Regions from separate parts of the Pan troglodytes genome. Here region 1 is linked to region 2. Evidence: chromatin contacts called from public HiChIP or PLAC-seq data. All regions are on one chromosome and are shown on one strand. The core of a region is the stretch at or near the end of the contact, and the rest is flanking DNA. Distances in the headings are between cores, read along the strand shown. Region 1 holds the start of ST6GALNAC5 (ST6 N-acetylgalactosaminide alpha-2,6-sialyltransferase 5). Region 2 holds the start of LOC129143994 (large ribosomal subunit protein uL22-like).

Region 1 (7,334 bases), core at 1,406-3,905, 260 kb after region 2:
AACAATAGCCATGGAAATCCATGATCTCAGTATATCCATCATACACCAGTTACACATAAACGCCACAGCCATCTACAGTCAGAAGCTAATGTCTAAACTTTCCTGGAACTCCAGCCCTTATCGGTTGCTTGCACATGCAGATACAAAGCATCAATCAACAACTAAGAGCGGAAACAAAAGCTGTAATTGTAAAATTGATAGCCTTCTGCTTTTGGATTTTAAGTCTACTAACACCCCCACCCCCCAACCCCTGCTCCTGCCACAACAATAAATAAATAAATAATCACTTCCTAATGAAATTGATTCCTCCTTTTTTGCTTCCCTGAATTCTTCTCATTGCAAAATTCCACTTTTTCAAAGAAGCTTTCCTTGATCTTTCCAGGGAAGTCATCGTTCTCATTTTTGCACCCCTACAGTACTGTTCATATCTAGCATTTATTACACATTTTTATCTATTGGTTTATCCATCTACACACATTTCATGGTATATTGTTCTGTCCTCAGGTATTTAAAGATCCGTAAGACTGGGTCCTGCCTTAAATTCTTTTATACCTTTCAAATCCTTAGCATCATGCATTAAACAGGTGTGTGGCAATATTTTGAATGCCACTTTTTAAAAAGTTTGGCTTTTTCACGCATGGTTAGAGTGATCTTTGCACACAAAAGGAGCATCTACTATATATTACTTCGGTTCACAACCATAAAATTTAGTAAAACAAAAAGAATAATTGGGAGATTTCAAGAAATCCTCTAGCTTTATAAAGCAGATAGAGAGTGGAATTGTGTTTTAATAAAAACATACGAGCAGCTTCAAATAATGGCGGATACATTTAAACTGTATTAAAATATCTTCAGAATCAGCAAACTTGATTAGGATTCTCCCAGAGGCTTCACACACTGAAACCAGATATTTATTATTCCAGGGAAAGGAGGCCCAATTTTAAAAAATTCATCTTATTAATTATTAGCCACCCCATGCAGCAGCTTCCCGGAAGGCAGAGGAAGACAGGCTCACAATGATGAGTTTCAAACCAATGGAAGCTGAGTGTGTCCCTCAAGTCTTCCATGCCTGCCTGGGCACCACTCCCCAGGGCTGAGAGAATTCAGCCCAAAGCAATGCGCTGGAGAGATCAGAGGGGAACGCTGGATCCCGAGCAGTGGCCGCGGGCTGGCTGCGCTCACCCTCCGGTTCCGGGTCAGAGGAACGCTCAGGCTGGTACCCGCGCCAACCCCAGTTTCCTCCCACCAGGGAGCGACTCGGCGGCCAAACCCGAGGCTTCAGGAACCGGACCTCCATCCGCAGCTGCAATTCTGGGGATCAGGGAGTTATAGTTCCAGGGCCGATTTCTGCTGGGAAATTAGGCTTTGGGGTCCACGCACCTCACCCCTATTTTCTACAAAACTTTGTGTCTTTCTCCAAATAAGAATTCATACCAAGTTGGAACTAGCCCACCCTACCCCAGCGGGTCCACTCCCCTCCAGCCTTCGAACGGCACCTACTCACAGCGCCTCCCAGCCCCGGGAAAGGGGGAAGGCTCAGGTGTGCGGGATCCCCAGGCTGAGTGGCGAGCGGGCTGGCGGGCATGCTGTCACCTTGTGGTCCGCCACTCCGAGGTATCCGTCCAGTGGCCGCGGTCCCGCGGGGACCCCGGGGCGCTGCTGGGTGCTGCTCTCCGCCTCCGGCTGCGAGCTGCCGGTGGCCGACGCCTGCTGCTGCTGTTGCTGCTGCTGCTGCTGCTGCGGGGGCCGCTCCTTCTGGCCGCCGAGGCTGCTGTACACTAGCAACAAGCTGGTGCACATGGTGGTGAGCGCTAAACACACTGCCAGACCATGGCGCTGCGGGCGGGCGGGAGAGAGAAGAGGAGAGCGGCTGAGCGCAGACACCGGAGGAGCGCGCCCAGCGGGGACAACTGCGCCGTGGTCACTCTAGTGGGGGAGATTTGGGGCGGCCTGGGCCCCAGCCCCGCCGCACGCAACTGGGACAGAGAAAGCACCGTCCCCTCGCGTACCGCAAGGGATGCTCCGGGCGCGTCGCTGCTTTCGGCCGCCGCCGCCCAGATCTCTCGGTAGAGGGCAGATGGTGTACGGCCCCGGGCTGAGGGAGGGAGCGCGCCGGGCCGAGGACAGGGGTGGGTTTGCACTTTGGGGAAGGGCCCGTCTGGCGCAGCCACCCCAGCCAAGCTGCTGGAATTTTGAGTCCTTCACACCCCTCCTTTCCTGGGGCCCTGGATCCTTGCGATCCTTGCAAGTTTGAAATCTAAGAAAACGAAGAAAGTCTGCAAAGGTCCCCCCTCCCCGTCCCTCTTAGTTTTTGGCAGGCTGTTGCTTTTGGGCACCCCCATCCCTTGAGCAATCTGCCCACTCCTCCATCGCTCCTGCAGCTCTCCGCCACCCCCTCGGACCTCTCGCCGGAGATCTAGGAGGCGAGGCAACCCCGAGTTCCCATCCTGGCTCTGGGATTCCGAGCCAGGCAGAGCTGGAGAATCGGGAGGGAACGCGGAGCGGGTAGAAAGTTGTCCCTTTGTAACAGGCGACCTCGCGGCCCAGGGTTAGGCGTCCCGGAGTCTCCACGGTGCGTCCCGTGGACCCTGAGCCCGGGGATCCCCCTCTTTGCCCGGTGGAGTTGCCACAACTGACTCACCATCAGGGTCTTCATTTTGGGCACCTCTTTTGTGCAGAATCCTCAGGCTCGCGCGTCCGGGGCCACTTTTTCCTGGAGGGTTTCCATGATGGGTAATGGGGCGGAGGCGGCTCTGATTTTTGCCCAGCAGCCGGCCGCGGCAGATCGCGCGCGGGAGCCGCGGGACCCGGGAAGCGCGGCTGTTGCAGAGATTAGAGACAGAATTAAAACTGAACCGGACCCTCGTAGTCTCTCAGCGATCTACACAACTGCCGCCTGCCGCCGCCTGCTGGGTCCTAAAGACCTCTGCATCCCCTTCCCCGCCCCCAAATAATAATCTTTTCAGTAGTGAAATTTCTGGGGAGAGAGAGTTAACCGAGCCAGTGTACCCACTTCTTGGTCCGCGGGCTTATTTATCTTTAAAGAAGTCATCAAGTAGTAAAGGAGAACCTGATTGGATTCTGAACGTGATAGCCATGTGAAAATCTGCAAACTAAATTTTCTGTTTTGCGATGTTGATAAAAACAAATCAACCTCCCAAATGTCAATAACTCTATTTATAGCGTTTGCATTTATGTACGTAGCATAGAGAAATATATGATGAAATTATTTTTCTTAAAAAATTATTTATTGTTCCGTTTTTCAATTGCTCACTTTCTTATTTTCTCTTCTCTCTTAATTTTACTTTATCAGATTCAGTTATTCTCATGCATTCTTTAGATCACAATATTTCATCTCAATTATTTCATTTATTATTTTCATTAAATATTACAATTTATATTTCTGCCTGACCTCTGAGTTTCCTAGTGTTCATCTAAATGATCTTAAAGTTTTAAAAACATTCAGCACGTCACAGCTACATGATTAACTTGACCTGTAGATTCTTCCTAATTTGGATGAAGAACTTCTGTCTGCTAGAGATAAAACTGCATATGGCTTATTTCATAATCCTAAGGTCTTTGGTGCTTTCCGTTGGTCTACTGCACTGACGGCGATAATTTCACATTCAGGACTTCAATTAAAATTAAAAAAACATAAGTATTGTTTTATGTTGGGAAAGTCACATCAATAGCTTGTTTTAAGGATGCTGTCTCCTCTGCATTGAATTACAAATGGCATTTGTTAAATGTCTAATTTAGCTAAAAACATATTTCTTGTGAAATTGCTCAGTGAAAATAGTTGTCTTAATGTATTACTTAACATCTCACCTGTAGCAGTGTAATGTTAAAGATTACATTAAGATGGAAATGATCAGCAGGCCTACTGAACCATGGGCACAATAAGAGCTTTCTCAAGGCCAAAGAAGGCATTACAATCCATTTTTAATCTTCCCTAATCTATTGCTGGACTGATGATACAACAGGAACTATTTTTATCTTATGAGGCATCCTTCCATACTTAGTATTAAGAAAGTTAAAATTATTGGTGCAATAATGAATATCAGTGCAACGTGTTTGGGAGAGGTCAAGAAAGCACACGATTTAGCCTTTCAAGGAAAAGCAAAATAGGAAGCACTGTCCAACATTGCCAGCCTTGAAACTATTTATTCAGTTTGTGCTTTAGGCATGAATAGTACCAGTTGTTAGGGCAGGAAAAGCAGCAGCCAGAGGAGAATCTTACCAGGTCTTGGCAATTCTTTATTGTATGGTTGCACTTGACACTCAAATTAATGAAACAAAGGACCAACTTGATGAATCATTGCAAGCAGATTATCTGTGTTTCTCCAGGGATCCTTTTAGATGCTATTAGAAGCAGCTCCTGCATTTTTCAGGATTATTCCCCCTCCATCTAGCAAGTTGCCTAGTGACTGATGAAACAGTTCTAATATATTTTGCCATGCCAAACAGAGGCATCATATCTATGATTTAAGTTCATGGCAGCATGTTGGACATCTGTTACACTGTATGTCTGACCAAATTCATTAAGCTTATGGGTTTTTTTTCCCCCTCCTGGGATAGCAGTTAGCTAGTTGCTAAATCTACTTATGAAATGGCCAGGGTAAATTTAAAAATGTAATTCAGAGCTTGATTTGAAAGATTTCAAGGTCTTGGCTTTTACATATTTGATTAGATTAATGCAGCCGTTTCAGGCATTCTGGCTTGAGAGCCAAATGGACAAGATAGGGTGAGGGAAACGAGCTAAAGAAAACAAGTCATAGAATTTACTTCAATTTGATGATCATTAATGATTGCCACTTATTTGGTGGTTCTGTATTAGAGAATACAGTGGTGAATAAGACAGACCTTCTCCTCTAAGAGCTTACAACCTAATATGTGTGTGTGTATGCACGTGTGTTGAGACAAGTTCATGACTAGGCAATAAAAGACAGAGTACTATAGATTCAACACAAATTTATCAAGCACTTCCTATGTTAAGCACTTACTCTGTTGAGTACCTACTATGTGCCAGGCATTAGGGATACCTGGATCAATAGACCACATGCTCTCTTCACAGTATATTCCCAGATAAGTGCTTAGAATCTTTCTGTTACAATCTTTAGGAACAATCAACACACCTGATTTGTTTTTCACCTTCTAAATGCCTGCTTATGTAAGGTCTGAGGGCTTTGTTATTTCAAGGGCATCTATCTACTTATGTTTATGTACCTTTATATTCACCCTTAAGTTAATCATTTGAATAACTATACAGGGTAGAAAACAGGCAGCATTCACAAACACTTGACTGACTTGGAGACAAGCAGACAAGTAGACAAGTCAATGAAGCTTTTTTAGTTCATCTAACTTGCACAGTTCAATACAAAGTGAGTCGAGAAATCACAATTTGTTTCTCAAAATCCAGGTAGCTGAGATGGATTTCTCACCATTTAAAATTTTGCCACATTTCTGCCTCTGGTGCCATCACATCCAATCAAATAGCTTCTTCCTTTTGAAAAAAGGAAAAAAAGAAAGGAAAATAAATTGAGTGTTCTGCAATGTAGGTTATGTGATACAATGAAGGTGAGAATTGATGAAACAAGGCATGTCATAGGGCGGTGAGAGAGCAGGTGGAATCCGTGCTCAGAGGGAACGCTAGCCTATGCTCATGCCACATAAGGCAGCACAAAGCTACCAAAGGAGGAAGAAAGACAGACTGCTGGAAATCCGTAAGCTCTGCCCACAATTCCTAAAATTCCTAAGTGACTTCTCAATTTAGAAACAAACGTTTCAAACATTTCAAAGATGGATAAAAACCAGAAAACAATATAATGAACTGCATTTGAGATACAATTGCTTTCCACATTATGATCTCAAAGAAAAAGAAGAAAGTTTTACTACATGAAGCAAGAGCAAAAATTTTATTAATGGCAGAAAGTCCCCATGGAACAAATTTGATTCTTGTCCATTTATGTTTGCAGTTTCCTTAACTCTCTTTATTTTACAGGCTAGGCCTAGTGGGTCCATCTGTTGAGAATAAGCTCCTGGAATCAGGCTGTCAGGACCCAGATTCTGACTTTACCATTTTTCAGCACTGTGACCTAGGGTATGTTACTTCGCAGGGATTTAGTTTCCACATCTGCAAAATAGTACCCACCTCAAAGCATTGTTATGAAGGTTAAACGAGATGCAAATGTCTTGAACAACACCAATAAATTGCTAATAGTATTTTATATTTATGATTAATAAACTGGGCTTGAAGGCAAAACACCAGAGTTTGACTTTTACTTCTAATTGCTGTGTGACCTTGAGCAAGGGACTGTCAACATATCTATAAAATGGATATAACAAAGCCTATACCACAAATCGTTAGAGGGCTTATTAAGATATTGTGTATGTGACTGCTTTGTAAACTGTGAAGCTCTGCATAAACTAAGGTGATAGTAACTCATTCATTAATTCAACAAATATGAATTGAGCGTCTACTGTGTGCCAGGTATTATTCTAGGTCATGGAGATATGAATAAGACACACACAGACTCTGCCTCATCAGGTTTATATTTAAGCAAGGATGATAAACTAATACAATAGGCCCAGGCATGGTGGCTCACACCTGTAATCCTAACACTTCGGGAAGCTGAGGTGGGAGGATTGCTGAGCCCAGGAGTTCAAGACCAGCCTAGGCAACATGGTGAGACCCTGTTTCTACAAAAAAATACAAAAATTAGCTGGGCAAGGTGGTGCATGCCTGTAGTCCCAGCTACTTGGGAAGCTGAGGTGGGAGGATTTGCTTGAGCCTGGGAGGTCGAGGTTGAAGTCAGGCGTGATTGTGCCACTGCACTCCAGCTTGGCTGACAGAGCAAGACCCCGTGTCAAGAAAAAAAGAATGTCAGATGCTAGGAAGAAAAGCAGGGGAAGCAGTTAGAGATTGAAGTGTAGGAGCTGTTGTAGCTAGGATGGCAACAATTGAGCAGATAAATGAGTGAAGTAAGAGAGTGAGCCATGAGGCTATCTGGAGGAAGGTCATCCCATGCAAAGGGAACATCATGTGCAAAGACCATGAGACAAGAGAGAGCTTGCCTAAGACCTTGCTTGGCATGTTGGAGAGACAGCAAGGGGGCTAGTGAGGCTGGAATAAAGGGACCCAGAGAGTGGTAGAGGAGGATGACAGAGAGGCAGTCTGGAGCCAGATATCTAGGACCTTGTCAGCCATGAAACAGATGGTGTGAAGGAATCCCACCTGAGGGTTTAAGGCAGGTGAAGATTATGGATCCATAATGCCTTGGAAAGATCACCTGACTGCTGTGCTGAGAATAGCTTTTGGAGAAGGGAGAGTGGAA
Region 2 (6,401 bases), core at 819-3,318:
ACTGGAATCAAACTGCACAAGTGGTCACTGTATTCTTCCCACCATTGACCACAGTAGAAAAGAAACAAACAAAAATACATCATTTGCACTTAAGAATGTCCTTGATAAGGAAGGAAAAATATTGAGTTGTTTGCTTTTTTATTCTTGAGTTGTATTTATGCATTCTTAATACAAGTCCCTTTTTGGTTATATGATTTGCAAAAAGTTTCTCCCATTCTGTAGACTGTTTTTTCATTCTGATTGTGTCCTTTGAAACAAAAGAGTCTTGAAATTTGATGATGTCTATACAGTTTGTCTGCTTTTTCTTTTGTTGCTGTGTGTGTGTGTTGTTTTTTTGTGTTTTTTTTGAGACTCTTGCTCTGTCTCCCAGGCTGGAGTGCAGTGGTGCAGTCTTGGCTCACTGCAACCTCCATCTCCCGGGTTCAAGCAGTTCTCCTGCCTCAGCCTCCCAAGCAGCTGGGACTACAGGTGCGCACCACCACGCCTGGCTAATTTTTGTATTTTTAGTAGAGACGAGGTTTCACCGTGTTGGCCAGGCTGGTCTCGAACTCCTGACCTCAAGAGATGCACCCGCCTCGGCCTCCCAAAGTGCTGGGATTACAGGCGTGAGCCACTGTGCCTGGCCTGTATGTGTTTTTTATACATAATGTAAATAAACTTTTAAAAGATACACTGTGAAATGCTTTAAAGCAAGTTGTGTTTTTTTTTGGTCAATGAGTATTTACTTTAGTTTATTTTTTAATTGAGGTAAAAATATCTAATGCTAATAGATATTAGTTTGCTAGGGTTGCCATAACAAAATACCAGAGACTGGATGGCTTAAACAACATAAGTGTATTTCCTCACAGTCTGGAGGCTAGATGATGTCAGCAGGATTGATTTCTCCTAAGGTCTCTCTCCTTGACGTGTAGACGGCCATTTTCCTCTAGTGTCTTCATGTGATCTTTACTGTCTCGGTGTCCTGCGCTCCTCCTCTTATAAAGATACCAGTCATATTTGAGTAGGATCAACCCTAATGACCTCATGTAAGCTCATTACTACTTTAAAGACCCTGTCTACAAATACAGTCACGTTCTAAGGTACTGGTGGTTAGGCTTCAAAATGTGAATTTTGGGGTTTGTTGAAGGGCACAATTCAGCCCATAACAAATACATAACATAAAACGTATCATTTTAATCATTTTTAAGTATACGCTTTAGTGGCATTAAATACATTTATATTATTGTGTAACTATCATCCCCCCATCCATCTCCAGAACTTTTTTCATCTTGTGAACCGAACCTCTACCTGTTAAACAATTACTCCCCAGTGTCCCCTCCTCCCAGCTCCTGGCAGCCACCATTCTGCTTTCTGTCTCTGTGAAACATGTTTTGAGGCAGTTTTTTTTTCCCATCATTAGTGAGAATCTTCAGAGTTCTCTCAAATTAAGCTAGTTATTTTTATGCAAATTCTGCAAGATATCCACAAACTTTTACCTAGATAAGAGGTTCTTGAAGCTCTTAAATCATATGAAAATTTTGTCTCTTTTTGTATATCTGCCTTTTTCATGGGAGAGATTCTAGAGTTCTCATTAGATTCCTTAACTGAAGCCCTAGAGACTTAGCCAATCTTGTTTCATTTATTTTTCAAGATAATTAAAGTTTAGTAATTTTTAAGTTGATAAGCTGATGTGTAATTCACAGAAAAGACAAAAGGAATTTTAATGTTTTTAGGTTTTATTGTCTTGAAATCAAATGTTTACTTGCTATTTCTCAAAGGGTCAGTAACTTTAAAAATCATTATACTACATTTTCTTCATTTGAAAAGTTTTTAAATTTACTGTTTCATATTGTCCTAGATATGGATTATATCAGCTTTGTATCTCATTGTACATGTAGATATTAAAAATATTGTCTATATAAAATAACCTCAGAATTATTTTTATTTCATTTTATTCATATGTTTATTATTCAGTCAATAAACATTTGAGTCTTTTTGATAAATATTAGATATACAAAGAAGAAGAAGACATGGGTTTCATCTTCAAGGAAGTGAAAATAATATACCTAGATGGCTATAAACAAATTAATATATTAAAAAGAAGAATAAATAAAGAAGAGAATTGGTGGTTGGTCCAAACAGATATAACAGCATGGGGAAACTGAGAGACTCCTGGAGGTGCAAGTCCCAATGGGGTTTGGCCAGTAGTTAAATATAACTAAAACAGTAGACTGTTAAATAGAGAAAGGGTTGCTGGAGATGAGGCTTGAGTTTGGTTGGAGCCAGGTTTTGAAGACCTTTAAGTGCTATGAAAGAAACACCCTCTTTTGGACAGAGAATTCTGAAACATTTTTGTCTCAGAGAAAGACAGGATCTGAGAACATTAAGTGATGCTAGCTCATTTTATTGCATAGTTACTTAATGTAGTCTGAATACTTTTATAGTCATTTAAAATTTTTCAATGGTAGTGTTTCAAAGATTATTGATAAATACTGATTATTTCAAAAACTTAAATATATGCATTTCACTATATTTCATATTTGATATATTTAAATATTTGCTATATTTCAAAATAGTATTTGCCCTAGCTCTGTGTTTTTAAATTCTCTTTTCCAGCTATAAGGAAGACCAGATGGATGAGAAACTAATGGAACCTCTGAAATATGCTGAACAACTTCCTGTAGCTCAGATAATACACCAGGTTTGCATTTCATTTTATTCTTTTGAAAGAAACAAGATTTTTAATCACTGAGAAGTAATTGCTTTTGTTAGGTTTTTCAGAATCAATGTGCTATAGCTGAAAGGCATTCTGGGCTGTCTATCCCTATTTAGACTACCCCTATTACAGCTGAAAGTCCCATTCAAAGCACAATATTAAAAGGCTACTTGCTGTTTAACACTAGAATTCTTACTTACATAAAATATGGGATAAAATAAGCATTATCTTTTGTGCATTATTTAATTATAAAATTTAATTTCAGAAAACTTTCATTTTGACCCATTGTGTATAGTACTTAGTGATAAGGAAAAAGAGCTGCAAAAATATCATTGAGTGTAATTTTTTGGAGTCACTAAAAAGAGAAAACAGTCTTGCCCTGCATCCTTTACCCCGCCCAATCATCAACCCTTGCAAAGTATAATTCTGCATGTCATGTGGGCAATTTGTTCATTTCCAATTATAATGATTTTATCATCCTTTCTACATAACTGTAATCGTTGAGAAGGCAGTGTTGTAAGCATGTAAGCTTAGACTTTGTACTATAATTTGACAGCATACAACCTCTGCCCTGCTGTGCCAGAATCTAATAATTTTAAATGTTCTGTTGACTAGAGTTATAGCCTTTAGACCTAGCAGAGATTTCAGAAACTTACATATTATAGTAAATATTAAAAGCCCTTAAATGGCAGAGTTTCTCAGAATTGTTACGAATGTTGATTGTTATTGTGAGTTTTTCCATATGCCTTTTTCCATCAAAATAATTTTTATTTAGCTGATATGTATTGATTAGAAGTGCCAGTTAGAACTTTATTAAAAGAAACAGAGGAAAATGTTGGCTATATATATTTTTCATTGACATTAAAATTTAATATTGCAATTCTGTGAGAAATTACAAAAAATGATCAGAAATTTGCACCTTTGGGAAGCTCGTCTGTGCTTGGTAATCAGGTCCAGTTTATATGTCAGGAATTCCCTAGTGTTGTCAGAGCTTAAATGACCTAACAGTCTGCGAATGTCACATTTAAAATTCTGTCTTCATGCCTGACTCTCAGCATAAATGAATTAAACAGCAGAGCAGGCAGCAAGTCAATATGTTCTTAACAGTAAGAGTGAGCAATGAAACAGTTTGTGGTTTGCTCAGAATAGGTAAATAGAATCTGCCCAGAACAGTTCACCTAGAATAAAATCTGAAAGAGGAAACAAGAATTAACCTTTAAGATGGTTGACCAGATGAAATGTCAGTAATATTTTTATAGCATGGATGAACCAATAAACTACCTGGTTTATGTAACAGCTGCATTTGACTGTTATACACTGTGTGAATTCCAAGATAAAAAATTTTTGACCCTGGTGAAAATTTTAGATTGTGATTTTTTTGGCAGTACAAGAGACTTTGTTAATTTTAACACTGAATTACAAACATTATATTAAAATTCAGTAGCACTTGATTTTACTAAATACCTATCTTTAAGAAATTTTACACAATAGGAATTTATGTATTTTATTTTTATTGAATAAAATGAATTCTGTTCTCAGTTAAAGAATAGTCAGGACAGGTCATTGTTAATAGCAGACTCTTCATTTATTCCTTTTGTTATTTCCCTTTGTTGACAGTACTACAACTTAAGGACTGTTACCATTAGCCGGTCCAACTGGTCTTTTAGAAACATAAGAGTTATGTTGCCAGAAATTAACTGATAAGTCCGTTATTTAAGAGCAAATTTTGGCCGGGCATGTGGTACCCCATGCCTATAATCCCAGCCCTTTGGGAGGCTGAGGTGGGTGGATCACTTGAGCCCAGGAGTTCAGGACCAGCCCGGGCAACATAACAAAACCCTACGTCTACAAGTAATAAAGAAAATTAGCTGGGCTTAGTGGTGCGTGCCTGTAGTCCCACCTACTCGGGAGGCTGAGGTGGGAATATCTCCTGGGACTGGGATCCAGATTGAGGCTACAGGGAGCTGAGATTGTGGCACTGCACTCCAGTCTGGGTGACAGAGTGAGACCCTGTCTTGATAAATAAATGAATGCATGCAACTTTTTTCCTAAGAGAACAGTAATACATGTGATAATTAGGTTAGCTAGTTTCACAAAAGCTTTTTGATCTATATCTAAATTATAGCATTATTGTAGTGTATAATCTCCCCCTGTAACTATTTTCATGAGAAATAATCTTATACTTTACCTACACCTGTTTAGGAGCTCATGTCATTTCTATTTAAAATAGAGTTACTTATTTTTATGTCTTATATATCCTATTTTATCATCTTTCTGGACAGTCTCAGTTTCTTGATATTTCTTTTAGCATCTTGCTTTGTACTATGTATACATATCTCTAAATGGATAGATAACGTATTTTTAATGGTATGTTGAAAGCCAGGACCACCTCTTTTCCCTACTACCCAGGCACCAGAAGCCAAGGACTCTCACTAGTAGCACAACTTAGAAGCTGCAGGAGAGATGGAGGCTTTCAAAGCAGGGACAGAGGCTGAAACAGAAGGAGAAACTTGAGAAATAGAAGAGAGAGGAATGAGCATCAGTCATTTCAGTAATTCATTTATTGTGTGTGATATTTAAACTGCTTTTTACAATCAGGAGATAGGATTCTCACTACTACCATTTTATGCTGTCAAATTATTTACCATTTTTCTAGCCATCCTAGAAAATATGATTGTATACCTAGGAAACCCAGGAGACTCAAGTTATGAACAATAAAATTAATAAGAGAATGTGATGAGATAGCCAAATAAAATTGGCTTCTTAAATAAAATTGATAGCTTCTCTGTATTTGCAGTAAACACACAGAAATGAAAATGGGAAAATTTTTCTGTCACAGCAGTGAAGAGAACTATAAAATAATTACAATTAGATTTAACAAGTAAACCATAGACCTGTATAATAAGAATCATGGAAAGTACTATGTTTCAGAAACAGAAAGACATACCAAATAAACAACATGATGAAAGTATAAGTGTAAATTCTCCCAATTTAGCAATTCTAATTAGAGTAGAAACAAGTTTTTCTTTTTTAATGTTAGGAAAAAATGACCACATGATTTATGTGGAAGACCAAATGTCCAAGAATAACCAAAGAAAGTATGTAAGAGAGGCACTTGTTTTACTGGATATCAGAATATTAGCCTAACGCAGCTGTAATCAGATAAATATTATATGGACAAAGGAATAGACAAGAGGATCAGTGGAACACATGGAGGAGTGAATTTCAAACTTTATGGATTCCAATTCATGATAAGAAATATTTATATGCATAATAACTTTTGATGTGTAGGGTGGTTCTGTCTCTCACAGTCCACTGACTCAAATGTTAATCTCCTTTAGCAACACCCCCACAGACACACCCAGGAACAATACTTTGCATCCTTCAGTCCAATCAAGTGGACACTCAGTACTAACCATCACAAACCTAGATACCCTAATACGTATATGGTTTATATAAATGATAAGGGTGACGTCACAGATCAATGGGAAATTAAAAGATCATTCAATAAATTATGCTGAGAGAGTTGATTAACTACTGGAGGGGGATACTATGTTCTTGCATCATAATACATGGAAAAGTACATTCTAATAGGATTAAAGCTTAATGCAAAAAATGCGAAATGGCAAAACAATTAGAAAAGTATGTTGGCAAAATTTTTGGATGAGAACTTTCTAAGCATGAAAATTGTGGCAAAAACTACAAA

The links. HiChIP or PLAC-seq counts read pairs in DNA pulled down with a chosen protein or histone mark.
Region 1: a contact with region 2 is called in an H3K4me3 HiChIP or PLAC-seq map of stem cell-derived excitatory neurons, with 10 times the contacts expected there. The contact joins the promoter of ST6GALNAC5 here to the promoter of LOC129143994 in region 2. A contact is called at or near these places in 1 of 7 Hi-C or Micro-C datasets (stem cell-derived neural progenitor cells) and 1 of 1 datasets of contacts at active chromatin or transcription factors (stem cell-derived excitatory neurons).

Annotation. Positions count from the first base shown.
Region 1 is chr1:154,151,377-154,158,710 of NHGRI_mPanTro3-v2.0_pri, forward strand. It overlaps ST6GALNAC5 (ST6 N-acetylgalactosaminide alpha-2,6-sialyltransferase 5), which reads right to left and starts at 2,656. Exons shown (of 5, transcript NM_001037308.1): 1 at 2,642-2,656; 2 at 1,594-1,836. The coding sequence starts at 2,656.
Region 2 is chr1:153,893,251-153,899,651 of NHGRI_mPanTro3-v2.0_pri, forward strand. It overlaps LOC129143994 (large ribosomal subunit protein uL22-like), which reads right to left and starts at 2,069. Exons shown (of 1, transcript XM_054684457.2): 1 at 1-2,069. PIGK (phosphatidylinositol glycan anchor biosynthesis class K) reads left to right here. Exons shown (of 11, transcript XM_001168438.7): 10 at 2,596-2,680.